2 separate regions of the Ovis aries genome follow, and region 1 is linked to region 2. A link is a contact called in public Hi-C data. All regions are on one chromosome and are shown on one strand. Each heading gives the region's core, a stretch centred on a gene start, on an enhancer-like site or on the middle of the called end of the contact. The rest is flanking DNA. Distances are from core to core; before and after follow the strand shown. Region 1 has its middle 110 kb from the start of JMJD1C. Region 2 overlaps JMJD1C (jumonji domain containing 1C).

Region 1 (4,408 bases), core at 1,053-3,552, 340 kb before region 2:
ACTAGATGGGATAATCAAGAGGTCTTAGGTGACATTTGAGCAGACACCTGAATGAGGTAAGGAGAAAAGCCATGCTAAGATTTAGGGTTGAAGACAATGGAAACAGTAAATGCAAAGATCTTGAAGCAGAAGCAGGTTTGACATTTTCTGAGGAACAGTGAGAAGACTGATGTGATTGGAGAAGGAATGAACAAAAAGAAAGTGACAGAGGATGAGGTAAGAGAATCAGACAAGAGCCAAATCACGTGGGCCATTGCTAGGAGTGTGGTTTTATTCCAAGTATGATGGGAAACAATTAGAAGATTTTGAGCAGGAGGAGAGTGAGCATATTTCATTTTTACTTTAAAAGGATTGGTTCCTGGGTGAAAAATGAAATGCAGGGTGAAGCAGTGGAAGTGGGGAGAGGAGTTAGGAGCTTATTGCAGTAGGTTTGCTAAGAAATAATATCTGGACCGTTGCTAGTGTAGCAGGTAGTAAGAAGGTATGGGGTTTGTGATGTATCCACATCTATAAATTAGGGCTGACAGGAGTGGCTGATAGATGGATGTAGAGTGTGAGGGAGAGGAATCCAGGGCGACGAGAAGGGAGGAGAGCTGCATTATTATTCGGAAAATATTTCTCAAGGAAGTTGATGACAGAAAACTGCATGGGAGACATTTTGAGGGAAAGTGGGATTAGCGCCCTGACCACAAGGCCCACCATCCTCCTCCTCTCCTGGGGGACGTCCCTGCTAACATAACAGGAGGCCCACAAGAGGGCACACTTCTCTCATCCAGTTAGAATCATGGTCCCCTTCTGTTCCAGTTCCGTCCTCTGTTGAAAAGTGAGGTCAGTCACGGTCAGAGAAAGAAAAATCCGCCTTTTTTGCAGGTTGTGGAAAAACTAACTGAAGGAGCGATCCCACTGCCATTGCCTAACTCTTATTTTATTGATAAACAGAGCCTATTAACACATAATAACAGTCACCATGGAGTTTTTCCTATGCATTGCGCTTTGTGTTAAGCACTTGATTTGCACTATCTCATTAACCCTAAATCTTTACACCACCTCTATACTATAGGTACAGGTGACATTTTAGGAATGGAGAAACTGAGGCACCAAGCACCAAGAGGTAGTGTGCGTGGGCAATTAAGTCACTTTGTTGTGTCCGACTCTTTGCTACCGTATGGACTGTAGCCCGGGTTGTTCAAGTAGGAATATTCGAGTGGGTTGCCCTTTCCTCCTCTCGGCTATCTTCCCCACACAGGGATTGAACCCCTGTCTCCTGTATTACAGGACTCTTCACCGGCTGAGCCATCAGGGAAGCCCATGAGGGAGAGTAACTTGCGACAAAGCAATGGAAGAGCACTGTACCCTGAACACTTAATATTTTGTATGCTTTTGTTTATTCTCAGCCAGCAATTCTTGGGAGAGGAAACGCTAGAGCTGACTCAGTTTCAGCTGGTGACTAAGGTGGGACCAGAAGACCTGTTTTCGTACTTTGCTCGAAATAGGGGGAGGGAGATTTGCCTCGGGTTGAAGGCTGCGAATGGACATATTATTTTGGTAGAGACTACTTAATGACTGAGGATGACAGGTGGAAAAGGACCAACATCTTTTAAAATCATTTTCCTGTAGGTCGTGCTTTTCTTTTCCTTTAGGATATTTCCTCCTCTGGTTTTAAAAATTGTCACAAAACATTTACGCAACGACCTGGGGTGTTATGACACTCTTAGGTCAAAATGTAAGGACAACCTGGATGAAGGACAATTTTTAAAAAAGAACACGGCCTGCCCTCGCCTTGGTTAAATAAATCAATGGAAACGATTTGTTCAAACTGGAGCATCCAACAGACGCAAGCTCTCTGAAACAGCCCGGACTCCTTGGCAAACACCGTTGCTTAGCGAGACGTCAAAACTCCTGCGTGCAAACAAACGCAAGAGGGGCTCAGCCGCCGGCACGCAGCTCTGGTTTCGGAAAAACTCTATGGAGGGACGTGTAGCTCCTCCCTCTCCTGGTTAGGGGTGGGTGAGGGGAGAGGGGAAGAGGAGCGATCTTCCTGGCTAACCTCACCGGCGAGGACGCCTCTCTCCGTGCCGGGAGGGTGCAGAGGAGATAGAGGCTAGTCGCTCCGCAGGAGAAAACGCCAGTCTTAGTGTTGGACCTTAGGCAAGAAGGAGGGGGAAGCCCGCCCTCCGTCCCCAGCACAGTCAGCGCGCCCCTCCCCCCAGGAAACGCGCCCGCCGGCCCCGCCCTCCTCCGCCACCTCCTGGGCACTTGGGTTGTAAAATCCCACGCAGTGGGGCCGACGCGGTGACGGGGCGGGGCGAGGCCCTGGCGCGGCCCCAGCAGTTCCTCCCCCGGCCTCCCCGCGCACTGGCCGTTCTCCGCGTCCCAACCCCCGCCTGCCTCCATCATACCAACGCCCCTCCCCCAACCCCTCGGCGCGGCTCCGGCACCGTGAGCCCAGCCTGCGGCCTTAGCCACCCCACCGAGCTCCAGCCTCCGCGGCCCGCCCTGCTCTCCCCCGCCGGGGGCGTCTCCCGAGTCTGGACCCCAGTTGTCTGGGCTACAGGGAGGAGCTGCAGCCGCGGCAGCCCCGCCTCTTGGGCTTTTGGACTACCCCAGCTCCTTGAACATCTGGGTGCTGGAGTTAACGTTCCAGATGTGGCTTCTGGGCGGCCAGATGTGCGCACTCGCCCACCGCGGGCCGCTCGGGCCTGGCGGCCGGCGAGTCTGGGCGGACGCGTGGGAGGGGCTGGGAATTTTCCCTCGAAGCTGACTTAAAAGCCGTCGGAACCTCAGCCCCCTAGGCTCCCCGCCTAGGCCTCCAAACTCTCCCGAAAAGTACTGCCAAAAGGAAAAGTTTCCAACCCAGCCCCTGCCCCTCGGCCGTGCAGCCTTCGGAGCTTCTCAAATCGGCAAGGAAAATAGAGCAGTTCTATGGGATTCCCCCCGTGGACAGAGGAGCCTGGTGGGCTGCCGTCTATGGGGTCGCACAGAGTCGGACACGACTGAAGCGACTTAGCAGCAGCATGGGATTCCCCCCCAAAAAACCCTGATGTATTGACGACGCGATCCTGGTCTGGCCATGGGACGCCAGGTGCACAGCCAGGGAACTCCAGGTGCGGAAGAAGTTAACAGTAGGCTTGCATTTGGGGTTTGCCCTAAAGCGCTCTTTGACCGGTATGGAGTCCATTTCCGAAGTTGAATGTCGTATTCCACCTGGTACAAGCAGTTCAGAGCAGAAGAAAAGCCAAGTGAACCCTGTGACTCAACTCCCTTGGAATGTGCCTGGAATAATAAGGGGGACTTGAAAGGTTTTTATGGCCGCGGGTAAAGCTGGTGGAGACCAGGCTCCTGCGCCCTCAGTTGGCGGACGGCCGAGGGGGGCAGTGTTGCCTTCTGCAGTGCTGCAACGCCTGCAAACCGGACAAAAATAGTCGGAGTATCTGGTTTAAATCAACCAAAAAGCATTTCTATCAGCTTAACCCACCGTCCGTCGGAACCGGCAGAACAGAACGAGCCAGATATAATCCCGGGACTCTTTTTAACACTCCAGTGAGAGATAAACCCAATCACACTTCACCTCTGGGATTTAAGTGTCCTAATGTAAAACTGTCGTTATTTTATAGATGTTGCAAATTAAACTTCCTTTTCTGAGGTTATGTGTGGGCATGTGCTCAAGCATTTACGTTTACTAGCAACGCTCTGAATGTGTGGCCTTTTTTGGGGGGTGGTGGTGGTAAGTGATGTTGTTGAACCGTGCAGCCCTAGAATAGTAAAAAGTATTCGAGGCCAACATACGGGTTGCTTACACTACTAAATATTGATATAGAGTCGCATTTTCCTCCCTTCACGTCCTACTCAGATTCCAAAGGCAAGTTGGAACAAAAGGAAAACATGTCTGAGTTTAAAGAGAGGACTTGTGCCAAGAATTACAGTCACAGGGTAAATAACCTTGTTTTCTCCTTCATCAGTGGCAGCTACCAAACCCCGCTCTTGGAATGTGGCCAACAGTCTGTCTGGTGGAGGGTGCTGCTAATTAGAGAGAGACCATAAACCTCTCTGTCAAAGAGGGCATATGACCTTCCCTTCAAGTCTAAACAATAAAGCTGGCGAACTGCAGACTGCACTCTCTCGCAGGCTGCCCTGCGGATTCCCTAAATAGGAACAGGATGAAGGCCAGGCTTAAGAGGTTACCATAGCTCTGCTCTCACACTTTGAGGAATCGGTCACTCCACTTCCCAGTATAACTTGTTTCAATTACTCTCGACAATCTATTTAGAGGAGAGCAGCTTGCAGAGAGAACTCATTGTCTAACCTAAATGAGGAAGCAATTATTACTTGCTTGCAGTCTAATACGCTTTGAGACTGTCAGGTCAAATATCAACCAGATCTCATATAACTTTACTTTGCACTAGGGAAG
Region 2 (4,813 bases), core at 532-3,031:
AAACATTTTTTTAATAACAACATAGTCAAATCTGAAATTTATGCGAGATTATAAAATGCATCTTGTGAAATATTTAACTCATTCTCTAATATACAGTAAACTGTAGAAAAGTAGTATGCCCTGTTTTAAAATTTGATAGTTTATAATATAATGTAATAACCTGAATCAAATATTTGCTGTTTGTTTTGGGCTCAGAATAAGGCTGCCATATTATTCCAGTTGTTTTTTTTGTAAACTTATATTACACTGAATTCTTTTAATTCCATACATGTTTTATGATCACATCTTCAGTAATTATGAAATGAAATACTGGTATTCTATATGTGATTTAATATTCACTTGACTCATTATTAAAAAGTACTTTGTTCTAAAGTTACATTTCATTTCTATCACTGTTCTAAAACTGAGTTTTACTAATATTTTTAGAATAATCACTATTCCTCTCTTTCATCTTTAAAACAAAAAAGGATTGAGATTTTCATAAGTACAATGCATAATAGACTAAATTTAAAATAGCTTTTTTTTCTAGTAGTTAACGTAATGTTTTTTATGAAATGAAGCTGATACATCTGGAATAGATTTAAAGGGACAGGGCACTGGCTGGGAATTGGAAGTTTTTCTCTTAAGACGATTTGATAAATTGGTTGTGTGGTATTAAAATCAGTGTAAATTTTTAGATTTATTGAAATTGCAATACCTAACATTGGGACAAATTTAAAATAAAAGGCCATTCACACACATCATTAAAAATAGGTGAATGTTTTCTTGTACTGGGAGATATCTGACATTCTTTCTTCATATTCAGTGTGTTTATTATACATACAGCACAGATCTCAGTTCAGACTAATCACGTGTCAGGTGCTGAATAGCCATCTGTAGCTATTAAAGGTTTTTATAACTATGAACTATTTAAATTATTCTTAAAAATAATAAAAATGTTTCAGGAATATTTTTTAATCTGCCAAAATAAATATTACCAGTTAGTTTTTCTTTTGAGTAAAGTTGTTGGTGTGGTTGTTGGTTATGTCATTTGATTTCACTTAGATTATTACCCCAGAAATGTTTTAAACTGTTTCCCCCGCCCGGTGTTTTTTAAAATATCAGTGTATTTCCAATGAAAAATGAGTAAAAGTAAATTCTTTACTTGAAAACACACTAGAAAGTATTCTTCATAGGTTTAAAGCTACCTTTTACTTTTGCCCAGCTGAGAGATATTTACGTCTTGTTTTTTGCACTTTCTCACCTTGGTGAATCTGTAAGGCAGAAACTTTGCATTTGCCTTCTGAAGGAGACAGTAAACTTGAGCTCTCAGTCTCGCCACTAGTCTGTCTTTGTCTGTTGTTAAAATTATGAGCCAGTCTCTATGGCGCAGCCAAATGAGTAATCACCAGTAATGTGACTCGTGCTGGAAGTGACTCCATCAGCACCTGTGACGGAGGATTAGTTACAGTTTACAGAGCACCGCCTCTTCCCTTCTCTCAGTGTGCCCTAAGCCAAGTAGTCGTTCTCATTTGGGTGTCTGCGCTGTTGGAAGCTACTGCAGTGTGTTTCCACACAGACAGAGTACAGTGGGAAAAGGCTTTCTCTAGCTGATGGATGGCTGTTCTCTCTATCTGGAGTATCTTACTGGTTATGTAAGCGACCTCGGGAGAAATTATCCTGACCCAGATCGGAGGATGCAGCAGAGCTTCAGCTGCAGGATTTCTTGGTCGTTAACACCACAGTGCTGATGACAAAGAGCGAGTTGTAATCCTCGTCACTGCCAGGACTGAGCCAGAGCAGACAGAAGATCGTCATTTGCTCGTCGGAGACTTGTTAGGTTACAGCCTCTGCTTCGTTCTGTGGTCTTGGCTTTTCTTACTATACAATGACGACGCTGCAAGTGAGCTCAGAAATGCTTGGTTTGAGAGCCCTTTGCCTGTGATTTTTGAAGACTTAAGAATTATTGAGGCTAGATTTAAAAAAAAAAAAATACTGCTCAAGAACAAAATGGAAATGTCAGCTATACTTCTTGACCTTTAAAGCCTTGTCGTGGATATCAGAGATTTAAAGATACTTTAAAATTCTCAAGAATAAAGTACGGTTTGTATTTTTCTGCTTCCTTTTTCTTTTGTCTTAATTTACATTTGGTTTTGCTTCTCGATTTTAGGAATTAAGGTCACTGTCTTTTTCAGGTCCAGCTTTCGTGGTCTTAGTTTTTTAGAATTTTTAATGATTTCATTTGTTTAGAGAGAGATTTATTGTGTCGGTAGTAATTTCCTAACACTGTAAGATAAAAAAAACAAGCTCAGTTGTTTAAAGTATTATAGCAGAAATGTTTTGGGTTAGGGTTTTAGAATATAATGTTTCAAGGGAAGTAGGGGTATTTGTTTTGTGAGGGTTTTTTCTGTCTGTATGCTTGTCCCCACCCCCAACTTGTTTTCTAACAGTATCGTGTTTTTCAATAGACCTGCTTGGGTGGGAATTTGGACTTTGTTCTTTCGAGTCACTCCAATCTTTTTTTTTTTTTTTTTTAAGACTAAACCTTGACTTCTAAAAATGTATCTTAGATTGTTTTCTGCTTTAGTATTTTGAGATTTATATCAGATTTTTGTAGTTTATGAGCCTAATTTTTTTCACTTGGAAAAGAAATTATTAAATGTTAACTGGAGATTGTTAGAAACTTGGACTGTAGACATAAACCTTGTGAATTTCCAGTCAGATGTTAAATGGTGAGCTTTAACATGGTTTGTTTGAGCAGCTGAGTTATGTTTGAGAACTGTAGCTGATTTATTTTAAAAATGTTTTTCGAGGAGGGCTCATCTGTTCGCCTCTTCCTCATGTGAATGGAATGTGGTGCAGCATGGAGCCCCAAACAGGATACAGTTGTTCTAAGCATTCTTCCTATAGCGTGGTAGGCCCTAGTAGAAATGCAGGCTCTCTACTAAGTATTTATTTGACTTTATACTATTTTTAAAGTGCAGTTAACAAAGACAAAGGACCTTAAACTCTCAGTCCATTAACGAAATTGAAAAAGTGTTTTGTTTAGTTGGCAGTTTTAATTTGGATTTTCAAAGACTTTTTTCAGCATTAGAATGAAGTCATTTTGTGATTAGGGTCACATTCTACTGTGACTTTCATCTGATGGTAGCTTGTAGCTTCCCCTTAGGCTGTGGAAGTTCCTCATAGAATGGTATATCTTTAGAGTCTTGAATTACTTAGCTATGCATGAGTTCTAGTTTCTTTGCATTCCAGTGCACCTAGACCCGTGAAATACTACAGATTCATCCAAAATCTGTAGGATTCATTCACTTTTATTTAAATATTTGTTTCTATTTTTAAGCTAATGTCTTTAAAGTGGATGTTTTTCACTTGGATACAAAAATTATTAATGGTTACATCATTGATTTGCCACTTTAGGGAATTAGCATGTATTTTAACTCAGTTTTATATGTTGTTAGTCTTTAATTTTTCAGTAAAGTAGGAACAGTCGCACATTTTTAGGGTTGCTTGTTTAATACATATTGAAACATTTCTTTAACAAGTACTATAAAAGTATTTATCGGCACTTGGGAACATATTTGTAGTTTAAGAGTAATTGCACGTTTTAAAATTTGCAAGTCCTTGTCCTATATGCTATTTAAGAAGCATGGTGTACTTTTGACTTCCATTTGTACATGGTTATTATAAATACTCATGCATCAGAAACAGGCCATTATAAACTAGCCTTTTAACATTTCTGATAGCTAAGATTCTACCAGTGGCTTTCAGTTCGATACCCTAAAATGAGAATTTTTTTTTTATTTTAGCCTGGAAACTAAATTTTTTTTCTCAGTAATTTAAATTATGATAAATTGGCCTATTGAAATTTACCCTTAGATCTCTGACTTACCTTAAAAAGCAGAGTTCTGAGAGGTTCTCTTCACAGGAATGTTTTTCATATTATAAAATGACTAGGTCTCATAGGAAATGCAAACCACCTGTATTATTTGCGTAAGAAAGAGGCACTCGGAGTGGAGAAGTTGACTTTTTTTCCCAGTCCTCCTTAATTGAATCGGTACAATAGGCATTTAGGTAGTACCTTTTGTGGGCCTTTTTTTAACCTTCCCAAGTTGACCTGATTTGGTACTGTTTAGAAAAAAATAAGAGCATTTGATGAAGTTCAGGGATTTAAAGTTCTCTTGAGAAGCTGCCAGTGTTTTCTAATTTTTTTGCTAAAAATTAAACAGATTTAATTTGAGAATATTACATATTTCTCGTGAAGAATTTAGTTATGGTAAATGGAAAGTGTCAGATGGCCACAGAAGCAGGAGATAGCTAAATAATAGGGAAATACCTGTTTTGAAAAATGTAACTTCCCACACACAAAAAAATACTTTTGATACATAAAAGGTTAGCCCTAGAACATGGGAAGGAAGATATTACTGTGATTAGGTTTTCTAATCATAAATACTGAAAGTAAATTGGAAATGTAAGATAATTTTTTTATGTTCATTTATGAACAAATACATTTATTAGTTCATGAAGTAAATAGTATAGGAATAAGGCATGTTTAAAATGCTTATTTATTCTCTTGTGTCTTCAGCTTTTTCAAAACACAGACTCCTGATGAAAGCTTTAAAGATAATTTCTTAAATAGAGAAGTTAACTGTTTAAGAGCCATTCTGAATTAAAAATCTTGAAAGGTTTTTCAGCTGAGTGTTTAGTTGTGATTAGCAAGATGTTAGATTTTTTGAAGACATAAATAAGAGGGAATTACAATGGCTTTGTATCTCCTGGAGATTTCTACTGTCTGCAGAAATCTTTGGTTTACATCCAAACGGTCGCACAAGTT

What was found. A called contact is a pair of places that touch in the nucleus more often than the background predicts.
Region 1: a contact with region 2 is called in a Hi-C map of liver, with 4 times the contacts expected there. The contact joins two enhancer-like sites. A contact is called at or near these places in 3 of 16 Hi-C or Micro-C datasets (hypothalamus, liver and muscle).

What each region holds. Positions count from the first base shown.
Region 1 is chr25:18,992,860-18,997,267 of ARS-UI_Ramb_v3.0, reverse strand. No RefSeq gene overlaps it. Among named protein-coding and RNA genes, the nearest start is that of JMJD1C, 110 kb to the right of the region's middle. Within about 2 kb of position 2,302, at least 48 of the 54 cell types and tissues checked have an H3K27ac peak or open chromatin away from gene starts, as enhancers often do. A contact at or near this core is called in hypothalamus, liver and muscle, where this site is marked.
Region 2 is chr25:18,654,814-18,659,626 of ARS-UI_Ramb_v3.0, reverse strand. The region is part of intron 2 of JMJD1C (jumonji domain containing 1C); the gene reads left to right. Among named protein-coding and RNA genes, the nearest start is that of NRBF2, 130 kb to the right of the region's middle. Within about 2 kb of position 1,781, at least 52 of the 54 cell types and tissues checked have an H3K27ac peak or open chromatin away from gene starts, as enhancers often do. A contact at or near this core is called in hypothalamus, liver and muscle, where this site is marked.